Regions from separate parts of the Hordeum vulgare genome. Here region 2 is linked to region 1. A link is a contact called in public Hi-C data. All regions are on one chromosome and are shown on one strand. Each heading gives the region's core, a stretch centred on a gene start, on an enhancer-like site or on the middle of the called end of the contact. The rest is flanking DNA. Distances are from core to core; before and after follow the strand shown.

Region 1 (7,605 bases), core at 978-3,477:
TTATTATTACACCACCGAATAAAACAATAATCATTCAAATCATTACAACAATGTTTGAGAAAATTACAACAATTGTTCGAATCAAATAGGACATAGAAAAGTAAAACAAAGATACATCATGGGCCAATGCGCCGCCCATCCAAATGCCAGTGGTGCTCTACTAGATCATCCCGGAGCCGACCATGAGTGGTCCCATCCTCAATCTCATGATGTGCTTGAAGAAAAGCGTGTATGCGAGAAGGGTTTCTTTCCGGTTGCACACGGGTACCAACATTGTCATAGAAACAAGGGAGGTTTAACCCTCTCTCATCCTCTAGGATCATGTTGTGTAGAATCACACAACATTTCATGATGTTCATCAAGGTTTTTTTGCCCCAAAACCGAGCTGGACCCCGAACTATGGCAAACCTTGCTTGCAAAGCACCGAGAGCTCTCTCAATATCTTTGCGGGCTGCCTCTTGTGCCTTGGTGAAATGAGCCTGTTTTCTTGTTAAGGGCACCCCATTTTTCTCCTTGATGGACTTCACAAGAGTTGCCCATTCGGGATAGATGCCATCGGTGAGATAGTATCCCATTGAGTACTCATTGTTCATGATTTTGTAGTTGCAAGCTGGAGCATCCCCAGAAATTAATCTTTTGAACAAAGGAGATCTATTGAGGACATTGATATCATTGAGTGTTCCCCGAAACCCAAAGAATGCATGCCAAATCCATGTGTCCTCCGATGCTACGGCCTCAAGCACAATGGTAGCATCACGGCTTTTACCGCAATACATTCCCTGCCATGCCTTTGGGCAACTTTTCCACCTCCAATGCATGCAATCAAGACTACCAAGCATCCCCGTCCATCCCCTTTTTTCATTCATTTCCATTAATCTCTTTGTATCTTCCTCGTTTGGTGCCCGAAGATACTGCTCACCGTACAACCGGATGATCAACTTGGCAAACCTACGGACGGACTCCGTGGTTGTATCTTTCCCAATGCAAAGATACTCGTCGGTATAATCCGCGGGTATGCCATAAGCGAGTACCCACATTGCCGTCGATATCTTTTGATATGCACTAAACCCCATGATACCGGCGGCGGATCTACGACGTTTAAAATAATAGGAGGCAGCCTCACAATCAGTGACAATCTTCACAAACAAACTACGACGCATCTGGTACCTTATGCGAAAGAGACGAGGAGGGTATGTAGGTACCTCCGCGAAGTAGTCTTGCATCAAATGCTCGTGTCCGAGAGCGCGGTTCCGGTAGATGGTGAGTCGCCCCATCTTCGACCCTCTCCTCTGATCCATAAGCTTCACGCGGTCTTCAAACGCTTGCACGTCGTCGTCTTGCAACAGCTCGTCAATGTCCAAATCGTCGGATGACGACCAATCCGATGAATTTGACAACAAGTCCATCTACATACCAAGTGGCTACAATTAGTGCCAATGAAGCAAAAATTTAAAACTGAAAAAGTAAAAAAAAATCTCACCGGGGCGGGCGGGGACGGCCGGCCGAGGCGGGGCGCGGGCGGGCGGCGTTCGGGGCGGGGCAGGGACGCGGCCGGGGCGCGGAGGGCGGCGACGGGGGCGCGGAGGGGCGACGGCCGGGGCGCGGAGGGGCGGCGGCCGGAGCGCGGAGGGCGGCGGGCTGGCGGCAGCCGCTGCGGATTCCTCCCGCGCGGGGGAACCAACTTCCTCCCGCGCGATGTGGGAAAAAGAGTGCGGGTTAGGGGAGTTTTTCCTCCCAACCCTCACTTCTACAGGCTGGGAAGGGGGTTTGAGGGTTGGATCTCTAATTTTTTTTACGGGTTTAAGGCTTTAAGGGTTCTAATCTACGTCGTTTTTCCGATGAAAACTGTAAAAAAAACGGTTATTTTTAAGGATTTGAGGGTTTGAAGGTTTTACTAAAGATGATCTAACCTCTCCCTCTGCGTCTTTTGATTGCTGGCATCAACGCCTAAACAACGATTATCCGAGCATCAAACGGTTGAGGAAGATGCCCGACGAGATGAGCAATCCAATCCGGTAAATCGCACATGCTAAAACTATCCCATTACAGTTTGGGCCAGCGAGGGCAAATATATACTACGGAGTATATTCCTCTGGCCCACACGTCACTGAGAGAGCCCTCCAGCGACTCCAGCCCTGGCACGTACACCCGCCCGTCCACGCCTCCCACGTGTGGAAAGCAAGCACCACTCAGAAAAGAAAAGAAAAAACGCGTGGAAAGCAAGGGAAAAACCGGAGCAGGTATTTGTTCCTCTCGGCTCGTCCTCCCCACAGCTTCCGGACCCCTGCCAAATCCCAATCGCTTTTAAACTCGAGATATTATTGTCCGCCTTCCGGCGCGCAGCTGCTCCCGGTGCTGCTGTGCTGCTGCTCCCCCTCCCGCCCCGCCGACGCCTCCGCCGATGGACCGGGAAGAAGGTAAGGCAGCGGCGAGCCTGCCGGATTTGGGAGCGACTGTGGCTAATTCTGGGGACGATTCCCGTTGGTGTGCAGTGACGGAGTTCCTGGGCCAGGTGCCCCTCCTGCAGTGCCTCCCCGGCTCCTCCATCCGCAGGATCGCCGAGGCCGTCCAGGTCAAGCACTACGGTGAGTCAGAGTCGCGCGCCCCCTAGATCGATCGGTCCTAGTTCAGGCGAGCGCAGCCTGAATCTGGCTTCGGTTGGCTCAGAGTACTCTCTACTGTTACCCTACTGAATTACCGAAAGATGTTCATGTTCTCTGTGTCAGTCAGGGTGTCTGATGTGACTCCCATGATTTGTTCTTCACTGTGCTTATTTCTGTATGCTGCTCGCCGATTATGAGCGATTTACTAGGTTGCGCTGGCGTTGAGATCTGCATGGAAGTATAAAATGTTAACCATCGAGAGCAAATGCATGAACTACATACGGATGTATATAGACATTATTTAGAATATAGATTCGTTTGTTTTGCTTTGTATGTATGAATCTCTAAAAAAGACAAATATTTAGGAACCCAGGGAGTAGATGTTTAGCCCTTGACTCTTCAGTATATGCGCTTAACTGGAATGGTGGTGATTTTGTATTTCACTGATTGTGGTGTAGGATCAAAGTTGATTTGTGCATTTTGTTTTTCATGGTGGTATTTTGCAGAACCCAGTGATTATGTTGCTCGTGAAGGTGAACCAGTAGATGGTCTTTGCATCATACTGGATGGGCAGGTATTGGTTAGGCTAGTTCTTGCTTCACTTATTCACAGAGATACCTTTCTTTCGCAGAATGGCGGAGTTCATTATAAATTCATAATGCCGTTGTTCCCTATGAGAGGTCTTGACTACCACCTGAAAAACCAATACTATATCAGCAAATTTGAATGGGTCGTGTGCTTCATTTTCGGCATTACAGATAGAAGAACTTTTGTTGACCTACTTGTAGGCTTGTAAATAACTTTTTTCTATTTGTCGTCGATGCATCGAGAAGGAGGCTTTTTGCGGTTTCTCGAAACAGTAAAGCATAATTTGTTACAAGAACTATTTTCTTTCTAAGTTGCCGGGAAATCATTAAAGAAAAGAGTGTTGTTCAATTTCTATATCGTTGGTTATTTGCATTCATTCTCTGGGGGAAAGACTCAACCTGAGTTTTATAGTTCCGGACCTTCAGAGTAAAATTACTATCTCTCAGCAGCCAACAAAGTATTGCTCTATCAAAAAATTCTTTTACTTGAAAGACATTCTCACTATCTTGCAGGCTGAAGTTTCTGCTCCTGCAAACACAGAAGAAGCAAACCGTCCAGACTATGTGTTAAATAAGTATGACTACTTTGGTTATGGTAAGACATCTCTATACATGATTTTAGTTTTGTGACGGATTGTATCTAGTTTCATCATGTATGTCCATATTTTGCTTGAAAAGACTTAACAGTTTGTATTTCATGTATTTTTTTTGGATAACTCCTAATGTTTTTTTTTAATTGTTTTATAGGGACCAATAGTTCTGTACATCAAGTAAATGTTATTGCGGTAACAAAGGTATCATTTTCCATATTTCTGTTTTCTAACTTGACATTTATTTGCTTTAGGAGTTCTGTTTGCAATGATATTAGCTGATGGCTTTTCCAAATCCAATAGTTCGCTTTAGCTTATTGTTATTCATGTATCACAGCTGTCCTGCTTTGTATTGCCAAGTCAATACGGACATCTGCTGCAAACAAAGACAATTTGGAATGCAGAAGAAACACCTGAAAGCCATTCATTGATGGAACAAATTTTACATCTGGAGAAATTAGAGGTAAGTCCAGACAGATGTATGTTTATATCTATGATGTTTCTATTTTGTTAAGGCGGTATGTATCATGTCTCAGTTTGTTCACTGTACTGGAGGAATGATGATCAGACATACTAATTGCTTAAATTGTACTCCCTCCGTTCACAAATATAAGATGTTCTAACTTTTTTCTGAATCAGATGTATATAAAAACGTTTGTGTGTTTGTTCACTCATTTCAGTCCGTATGTAGTCCATATTGAAATATCCAAAACATCTTATATTTGTGAACGGAGGGAGTAACATTTATGCTATGTGTGCTAACTTTGATTTAATATCATGGTTGGCCATTGGATTTTATTTATGTTACCTAAACGAAAGAAATACAAGAGCAAATTTGGCAGTTTCAGATTTGCATCTCATGGTCTACAAGTTAAAGAGACAAGCATGCTATCATAATAGTTTACACTTTACTTACTGATCTTGCTTACCTTAATTCTAATCTATTTTGTAGGTTGATATCTTTCGTGGATTTACTTTGCCAGAAGCTCCAACTTTTAGGCAAGTTTTTGGAGGACAATTGATTGGGCAGGCATGTTTCAGCCACTCTCTTAGTTGCTGTCATCTATATCTGCCAACTGCATGTATTTGACTGCCTCATTTCTGTAGTTCCTATATTTAAGTATGAACATGTGAATCGCCGAGTCAATGCTAAAAGGAAGCTTCTTAAGCATGCTTCTGAATCCTCTCAACTTTTAGAAACATATAGTTCACATGTATGAATATATCCACAAGCAACAATTCAGTAACAGATATACATCTTATGTTTAAATAATGCAATCAACTTTCTTCAAGATTGCTCTGTTGCATTGTTGTTGGCGATGTTTATCCTTCTGGTATTATCTTTCATGATGTGTTATCAACCTTATTGCTAATTAGCTTCTTCAATGAAATTAAGTGATAAAAAGTAGGTCACATAAAGGCCCCTTTTGATGTTCACTCAAGATATCAAATGGTAGTCAGTTTTGCAGTGTCAGTTGCCCTAATATACTTCTAAAACAATGTATTGACCTTATTCTGATTTAATTATTTGTGTTTGGTAAAAAAACACTGCTTGCTCAGTGGTTATCATAACTCACTCCCTACACTCCCATATAAGAGGAAAAACATTTACTATAAAGGGGGTAGAATAAAAGCTTTGCACATCATTGCCAATGGTTTTCACTCTGTCTTAACCTTCATGCAGGCACTAGCAGCAGCATCCAAGACTGTTGATTGCTTGAAACTTGTGCATAGTCTGCATGCAATTTTTCTAATAGCAGGAGATAATGATAGTAAGAATATTTAAACTTTGTGTTCATTTTGTCCATAACAGGTGGTCAAGCAGAAACTAAAGCCCTGTTCTGTACTCGTATTAATGCCCTGTTCTGTAATTATCTATTTGAGTTTTGATAATTAATGCATTATCCTTTTGTTAAAAAAAACTATGTTTATGCCTGTCTTTGTTATGTCATCTGCTGTAGTGCCAATAATATATCAAGTACATCGGGAGCGTGATGGAACCAGCTTTGCCACCAGAAAAGTGGAGGCAAAGCAGAAAGGCCTTGTTATGTTCACTTTAATTGTTTCTTTCCAGGTGATTATCCTTAAAGTTGCATAAATAATTATAGCAGAATTGTTATGCAAGTTTTATTTATTTTTAACACTCCCAGTGATATAACCAGGGGAAGCATGTGCCTTGTTAATGTTGAGAATGTATTAGATAATAGCTCAAACGACAGTTTTGTACCTAGTAGCTTCCGAAATGTTGTGTCAAATGGTTGTTCCTTCATTTATTTTAATGTTTAACCCACTAAATATATCCTCTGTCCAAAATCTTCTGCACAAAAAATGAAAAAAAGGAGTACCAGACTGAACACAGAATTGTGTTCGGCATCTCAATACTAGGCTCATATGTTCCGAAGAGCTTTCCATGATAATCAAATCAAGCATGAACGGACATACTATACAAAGTTTTAAGTTCTTAAATTTAAACACAGAGTTCTATCTGCTGCCAACAGATCAATGCATTTCTTTTCCCAAACATCAATCAGCATATATATCAAAGTGAAGTAGTAATAAATTTGTCCAAGAGTACAACTAGCGAAATGATACTACTGGGCGATACATGGGAGGATCAGTCTCTCTAAATTAACCTACTAGACAAAGAAGAAAGGGTGTCTATGGTAGAGGCTAGGGTTCTACCAGGTCTCGGACGTAGGTTGTAGGGGTGGAAGTGCGGGCTGCGAGGTTGGGGACGCCGGCGCCGGCGGCGGGGCGCCGTCGCGGCGGGAGAGAGAGAGAGAGACGGCTAGGGTTTGGGGCTCTCGTCTCCTGAGGGAGACGACAACAGAATATACTGTTTATTGTCTGATTAATATCGAAGGGGTACATGTGTTTATAAAGGAGGACAGCCTCCACTAAACCCTAGATAACTTGGACTCTAACTTGGACTCTAATATAACTTGGACTTCTAAGATAGGTAAGATAACTTGGGCTAAGCCCGTAATTAACCCTGCCCATTGGGCCTCCTCCGTTGGTACGTTGTACCGGTCATAACATCTCTCCCCGCCTTCTCAAACAGCTCGTCCTCGAGCTGAACATCTGGAAACTGCTGGCGACGACATAACATCTCTCCCCGCCTTCTCAAACAGCTCGTCCTCGAGCTGAACATCTGGAAACTGCTGGCGGAAATCGTCGAGCTTCTCCCAAGTCGCTTCCTCCTCTGGCAGGCCGGTCCATTGTACCAAGACATGCCAGACGCCGCGACGCTGCTGCGCCTGTAGCACCTTCGCCACCTGTGCGGAAGTTGGAAGGAGGCGGCCATCCGAAGTAGGAGGAAGGGCCTGTGTCGCTGCAGGAGGGTCCCCGCGGTAGGCCTTCAGTAAGCCGACATGGAAGACGTCGTGGAGGCGAGAACCAGCTGGCAGCTCCACGCGGTATGCGAGTGTGCCGACACGCTCCAGCACACGAAAGGGACCGGCGTAGTGAGGTCCCAATTTGCGCTTGGAGCGCGGGTCCAGAGACTGCGTGGTCCTGTGGAGGAGGCGCAGCCACACCCAATCGCCCACCGCGAACTCCGCCTCGCGATGATGAGCATCGTAGTACTTCTGAGCCAGCTGCTGTGCTTGGAGAAGACGCTGGCGTGCCTCAGCCAGAATGTCGTCGCGGGTGCGGAGTAAGTCGCCCGCCGTCTCGGACCGAGCCGTCCCAGGCTCGTAAGGGAGCATCGCCAGAGGTGGGCGCCCGTAGACCACCTCGAAAGGCGTGGTGCGCAGGGCGGAGTGATAGGAGGTGTTGTAGCAGTACTCCGCCCACGCCAACCAGTCCACCCAAGCTCGTGGACGA
Region 2 (6,718 bases), core at 2,057-4,556, 67 kb before region 1:
ATGGACATGCTAAGAAAGATCTCTAAAGTATGCATACGAGAAAACCTACGCCTGTTCTTATAGTCAAGGGTAATGGAAGTGGAAACTATGGTGTTCCAAAAGTTAATAAGAAAAGATTGTAAACGGATATGGTACCATATGCTTCAGTTGTTGGAAGCTCAAGATATTACCCTGACACAGTTCACGTATATATCCGGGTTGTTTTGGCAATTTCCAGTCCATAGATTAATCAATGGAATGGAGTCAAAGATATCGGCCTCATGCTAAAAGAAATAAGTGCTCTCAAAAGATTGTGAGTACAAAGGCAGGACTTGTGAAATGTATAGCGAAATCCACAATTGTCGCTAACTTTCATACTCGGAGTTTTGTGTGAAAAATCTTCAAATGAGTAAAACGATTGTCATCAATGTGATGCAATGATATGTTATAGCTTGATATGAGGCTGAGGGACGGGCAACGTGGTTAAGGCTACCTGTACCCGGAGTGGATAATGGTTGACAACGGCGATTACCATTTTAAGTTCTTTCGCTCCTGTCACAACGAGTCAAGTGTTGATGCCAAACACACTGACAAGGAGTTACATGTTGTGAAGGAGAAAGTCCGGAATTATGGAAAAAAGCTTGAAAGCATAAAAGCGACAAACAAGTGTTTGCGGATCTGCTTATCAAAGGCTTACCGCCTAGTGCGTTCGGAGAACACACAGTCGACATGGGTTTTATGGTATAGTCTAAAATTTCCGGACAACAAAGGGCCCAAGGTTAAAGAATCTGTCTCAAAATAGAGAGGTACATTGTCGCTGTCTGATTCCATCGGCAATTGAGCCGTGACGATGAAACATGCCCTATGTATTGATCTGTTACGAAACGGATAAAGTTAAAAGTATATGATGAGATCAAGGGGGAGAATGTTAGGTTGATCTCTTTCCCCAACGGCCCATTGGACCTTGACTCACGCCCTGATCGGGGGCGTCCAGCCCAAGTAAGGCTGGTGGGCCCCTGTCGCGCAGTGCTATAAAGAGAAGGTGGGGACCATGGCACAAGACACGAGGTTCACCGCCACCACTGGTTCCCACTCTCAAACCCTAATCCGATCTAGAGGGATGCACTGAAGCGATGGGAAGTCCACCGCAGCCGTTACCGCATCTCTCTTTCATTCCCCACCGTCGTCATCACCTCACGACGGTCTCTGGAGGGAGCTCATCGAGTTCATCACAAGATAATTAATCCACCACATCATCCGAACACATCTAGCCTAAGATCCACGGGAAGACCGAAGGCTTGGCCTCAGCGACGAGCATCGTCGTCGTGTCCATGGACGGAGTGTAGGGCAATGTCGAGATTAACAGATTAACCGCGGACTACACCTCGATTACTATCAGAAGAAGGCAAGAAAAATACTAGGCATTAGAAAGCCTGTTGCAATCCATCGGTGTCCAGAAGAGATCAATCGATCCAGCTAGACTCACGTAGTAGTTCGTGCTTGTACATGAATGTGCGTGTGTGTCTTCCAGCGGAACCTCAATCCTCAGGCGGTGTTCATCGATTTCATCGTTGATAAAGAAGTTTGCGTCACTGTGCTCGTCGTTGCGTTTGCCGCGCGTGCCCAAACCCGCTGAACTGCAGCGAGAGGTGGCCATGACGGTAATGGCTACCTGCTCAAGCTAGTGTGCGGCGTCAAAAGCAGGGATAGTCGGGCTACAGCGAGATGGGATTCTGCCAGCTGTTATCCACACCCCGACACCTCCCGAGAAGCTTTTACCCTATTGCCATTGATGGAACTAAAGAGGAAAGGGAGCTGCAGGAGGGATATGGGAGCGAGGAAGAAGATGGTTCTAATGTGTTGCCCGTGCAATAGTGAGAAAGAGTTCCCGCTTAGGATTGTGCTTTTCCCGATGTGCCAAACACAACTAAGGTTAGGATAGATCAGGATCAAAAAGTTCTGGGTACAAACTTCAGGAATTTAAAGGTGAGGGTTCCTCTGCATCGACCTCTACAACCTCAGGGTTTATTTCATACTTTACTCCCGCCGGTCCACGTCGACCGTGGTTAGAGCATCTCTAGTAGAACCCTCAAACCCTTAAATCTAAAACCAGTTTTAAGGGTTGAAAATTACACATTTTTAACACTTTTAAGGGTTGAAAAACAGGGGTAAAGACTAGAACCCTCAAACCCAACCCTTATAACGAAATATTCCCGGGAGGCGGAGCGGCGGCCGGGGCGCAGTGGGCCGGCGGGGCGGCGGCCGGGGCGCGGTGGGCGGCGACCGAGATGCGGAGGGCGGCGGGGCGCGGAGAGGCGGCGGCCGGGGCGCGGGGGCGGCGGGGCGGCGACCGGAGCGCGGTGGGCAGCGGCCGAGATGCGGAGGGCGGCGGGGCAAGGAGGGCAGCGGCCGGGGCGCGAAGGGGCGGCGGGGCGACGACCGGGGCACGGAGGGAGCGCAGGACGGCGGCCGGCGCGGGGGGAGGCGGGGCGGCGGCCGGAGCGAGGGGCGGCGGCGGCCGAGGCAACTTCCTCGCACGTGCGGGGAACCAACTGCCTCCCGCGCGAAGTGGAAGTGGAGTACGGGTTGGGGGCTGTTTTCCCTCCCAACCCTTATTTCTACAGGTTGGGAAGGGATTTGAGGATTGGACCTCTAAATTTTTTTACAGGTTTAAGGGTTCTAGTCTACGCCGTTTTTTCGATGAAAACCGTAAAAAAAAAGGGTTATTTTTAAGGGTTTGAGGCTCTACTGGATATGCTCTTACGATGGCGATATGCAGTGGCCAACAGTGGTCTGTACTTTGCAGTGGCAGCACCCGTGCGGAGGCGCGGCCAATCCGGCGGTCCCGGTCGTTGGGTGTGCGCAGGCCAAGTTGCTCAAATCTCACGGGCCAATGGGGGTATTTTATCACCGATTTCCTGTCGGCTCGGCCAACAATGGATCTGCTGCTCACCGATTCCTACCTTTTGGCTGGTTCATTTGTCGCGGCCTCTGGTGGTTTTCGTTTGTTCGGGCACTAGGCCTCCGCGGCTCCACATGATCGCTGCCGACGTCGGACGTACTAGGTGCCTCGTCGTCGGGGTTCAATGTATTTGATTTGTAGGTGTTGACACCAGATTTTGACACTAGAAAAAAAAGAAGGACTGTGGCAAGATATTGTGAAAGCTAAATATCTTTAAAAAATCCTCAGTGGCTAAGGTCAAACAAAAAGCTAATGCATCTGCTCATCGAACCCGCCCAAAAAGATAATTGCTGAACCGCTCCTCGCCCTCGCTCTCGTGGTGCTCATCTGCAGTCGATTTATTAGGTGTAAACAGTTCAGTGTTCAGTGCGGACTACAGCATAAGAGCTACGAGGATCCATGAGCAGACTCACAACGACAGTCTTACCCGTCATTATTAAGGCTCAGAGTGATGCGGATCCGTGCTGTTCTTCAGCATCACCAGTCGTTTCGGTTTTGATTCCTTTCCTGTTTAACGGAAATCGACGGGAGCAAATCCGGTCCCGATCATTGCCTCTGCGCAGGCGAAGTTTCAACGACTCATAAGCCAATGGGGAATCTGGTATGTATAAATCGCTGTCGGACGGGCTGTAGCCTACGGTGGATCCGATGTTCAACGATTCGTACGTCCGCAAGTTGATTCATCAGCGCCTGGTGGTTTCTGTTTGTCGATGAGGCGCTACAGCTCCGGATGGTCGATGATGCAGACGCCGGTCGTCTCCAGGCGCATTTTCCTTCAGAAAGGAGGGCCGTAATCGACCTGTATTTGCCTTCATATTTTTGCCTGTGAAACTGTCACCTTTCACCTTACAGTTGTGCCTTCTGCCTTGGCAGGGTTTACTGAACTTGTTTTGTAAGGTCTTTGATTGCCTCTCGTTTGCTTTGCGCTGCACAGGTCTCTTCTTCACTTGTGCCAACGGAGATACTTTCATTTCTGCGATAAATAATTTTCCGATGAAGCGAGTATTTTTGAATCCATGTTAATTGTTAGAGGTGTGCTTCAGTATACCCTCCTCCTCCACAAACCAATAAAACGTAGAAGGAAACATATACCCATCTCGTATTATATATATTTTTTAGACTACAGACTGTCGTAGTTAATTACCCACTCGTCGCGGTGTTCATCAGCAGTTGATTTAGACCCATTCATCGGCATTTTCCTTGGTTCGATCAGACCACAGTTTGCCACATGTTCACTGGACTGCATCGCCATCGATCCTCGCCCTCGCTCTCGTGGTCTTCATCAGCAGTTGATTTAGACCCATTCATCTGCATTTTTCCTTGGTTCGATCAGACTACAGTTCTGACACTTGTTCACTGGACTGCATCGCCATCGATCCTCGCCCTCGCTCTCGTGGTGTTCATCTTCAGTTTCTTTGGTTCGGTCGGACAACAGTTCTGACACTTGTTCACATGACTGAAGCACCTCTCGCCCTCGCTCTTGCGGTAGTGTTCATCCGCAGTCGATTTAGGCTAGCCATAGTGGTGGTATCTTAGCTAGTAACATATACTTGAGAATAGCAAACATGCTGATGTGGCAGAGAATTAAAAAAGAAAGAGGAGGTTAGAGTAACATAGATAGATACCGTATCATGTTAAATGCAATGCTACTTTGTGTCATGCATGGTAATAAATAAGATCACCTCTGATACTAGTTTACGATACTATGCAATATAAAGGTAATATCATACAATAGTATGATATGCATGATACTACTATATGTTACTTCCTACTATGACCAGCCTTAGTTAGCAAAATCATTACTGTCTACTGTGCTTGGATGACATTAATGGAGAAGAGAAGCTCTATTTCCAAAAAAATAATAAGAGGAGGAAAATGAGTAGGGCATTTTGAAGCTCGGGCTTCATGGAGCCCTGTTTTTAAAAAAACCCAAAAATCATTAACTATCGTATTTTTTACATTTCAAAAAAAATCTTAAAAAAATATGGATATAAATAGAGGCATAACACACATGTGTGCAAATTTTTAAAACAAAATACGTTGAAAAACAAATTCATTCCAAACGTCCATGAGTTTGTTCTTTTTGCACAGATCGCATCTGAAGGTATTTAATCCTGGATTTTTGCACACATATAATTTCATCCTTGTGTGCTTGTATTTTTTTCAGATTTTTTTAAAACCAAAATTTGAACTTTGAATTTAAAAAAAATAAAGGGTGCCATGAGCCCGAGCTCCAAACGGCATTTTCGGATAAAAATAGTACAACTTTGTACTAATTTTGTATAATCAGCGACTTGGACGGAGGGAGTACTATTCTTCTTATTTTGACAGTACAGTAATTCTGAAGGAAACTGTCATCATTACGGTGGAAATAACACCACAGACAACTAGTTTATTCTTACCAACATTTGTACCATGTTTATCCATACACACGAATTAAAGTAGTTGGATACCACTCTCACTCTGGACAGGCATTTTCCGTCAGTTTGCAGATGTAGCCTCTGCCATCTTCAGTGAACTGAAATACTGAACTTAGCACGTGACCTTATTTTCCGTAGAATCGCATTATGGACCTATCTTAAGATGTTTTTGTTACCCTTCATGCACTAATCAACACAACCAAAAATCCGAACTGACAAAAAAGGCTTGACAATCCATATGCACTGCAATAGTTTTCATAATCCCCTAATGGATTTATTTCTATTTTTTCATGTTTGAACAATGGCAACTAAAATTACCAGCAGATTGCGAGTAAACAACCGGCAAGAGACATGTTATATCTGCAGCTGGTTTCGGCGCAACACTTGCAGAGCCATTTTAGTACCAAGAAAGATTACCTAGACAAGCGTATAGAGAACGCAGACCTGTGATTTAATTGCCTTGGAGGCTGGTTTGAACGCAGACATGTAATTAATTGCCTTGGACGCTGATCGACATTACCGTATATTGAACATCTGATGGCACTACAAATCCTGCTGCTGTAGTAGCTAAACGGTGTCCAGAAACTCTATGTGTGCACCGTGTTCAGAAAGACGGTTTGAATGTTTTGAGGCATTTCCTGAGGAGTGGAACATTACCCCTCCCAACCTGTCATGACCACTGCAACATGCATCTGCAAACCAATCTTGGACAACTATAACTTGACAACAAAAACAAAGAGCTAGCAAACAAGGCTCCATCCTATGGAACATTGGCCATCAAACAGCAACAAAGAAGCAATATGGAAAGTAAAACTAGCTTGACTGAAATATGAGTTACTCCTACCTGACAGCGGTAGTCTTTGGCTGAAATATTTTGCTACACAAAAATTCAGAGCAGATTAACATAAAAATCAACATCTATTATTACAGTCGGATATATTTGCGGTCAATCTCTTCTCCTGGAGCATGAAGAATTTCACTCTCATCGCTTGTAAAAGAAGCGCTTGAAGTTGAAATTCAGGTGCAAGATGCCCCTCTCGAAGGTGCACCTGAATCCCGCCTTGCGCGAGTACTCCCACTCCTTGTTCACGATCCTGAACGCCACGTCCTCGTACGGCGGCCCGGCGTGGAACTTGATGATGCAGGTCTCCCCGCTGTCCCCGTCCTCGTGGATGGTGTACTCCGGTGGCTTCGTGCCGGCGAGGTCGGGGTAGTGCACCACGAACTTATAGCCCTTGACGATCTTGGGCGGCGGCTGGTCATGGTCGTAGTGCACGCGGTTGTACTTGTTCCACTCGAACCCTGACCGCACCCGCGTGATGTACTTGGGCTTCCTCTGCTCTGGACCCGGCGGTGT

What was found. A called contact is a pair of places that touch in the nucleus more often than the background predicts.
Region 2: a contact with region 1 is called in a Hi-C map of leaf, with 5 times the contacts expected there. The contact joins the enhancer-like site here to the promoter of LOC123427532 in region 1. A contact is called at or near these places in 3 of 6 Hi-C or Micro-C datasets (leaf and seedling).

The regions. Positions count from the first base shown.
Region 1 is chr2H:593,334,910-593,342,514 of MorexV3_pseudomolecules_assembly, reverse strand. It overlaps LOC123427532 (acyl-CoA thioesterase 2-like), which reads left to right and starts at 2,227. Exons shown (of 17, transcript XM_045111606.1): 1 at 2,227-2,417; 2 at 2,493-2,585; 3 at 3,110-3,177; 4 at 3,704-3,785; 5 at 3,938-3,984; 6 at 4,118-4,243; 7 at 4,733-4,810; 8 at 5,465-5,552; 9 at 5,742-5,854. The coding sequence starts at 2,402.
Region 2 is chr2H:593,403,424-593,410,141 of MorexV3_pseudomolecules_assembly, reverse strand. No RefSeq gene overlaps it. Among protein-coding and RNA genes, the nearest start is that of LOC123427532, 66 kb to the right of the region's middle. Within about 2 kb of position 3,306, at least 2 of the 3 cell types and tissues checked have open chromatin away from gene starts, as enhancers often do. A contact at or near this core is called in leaf, where this site is marked.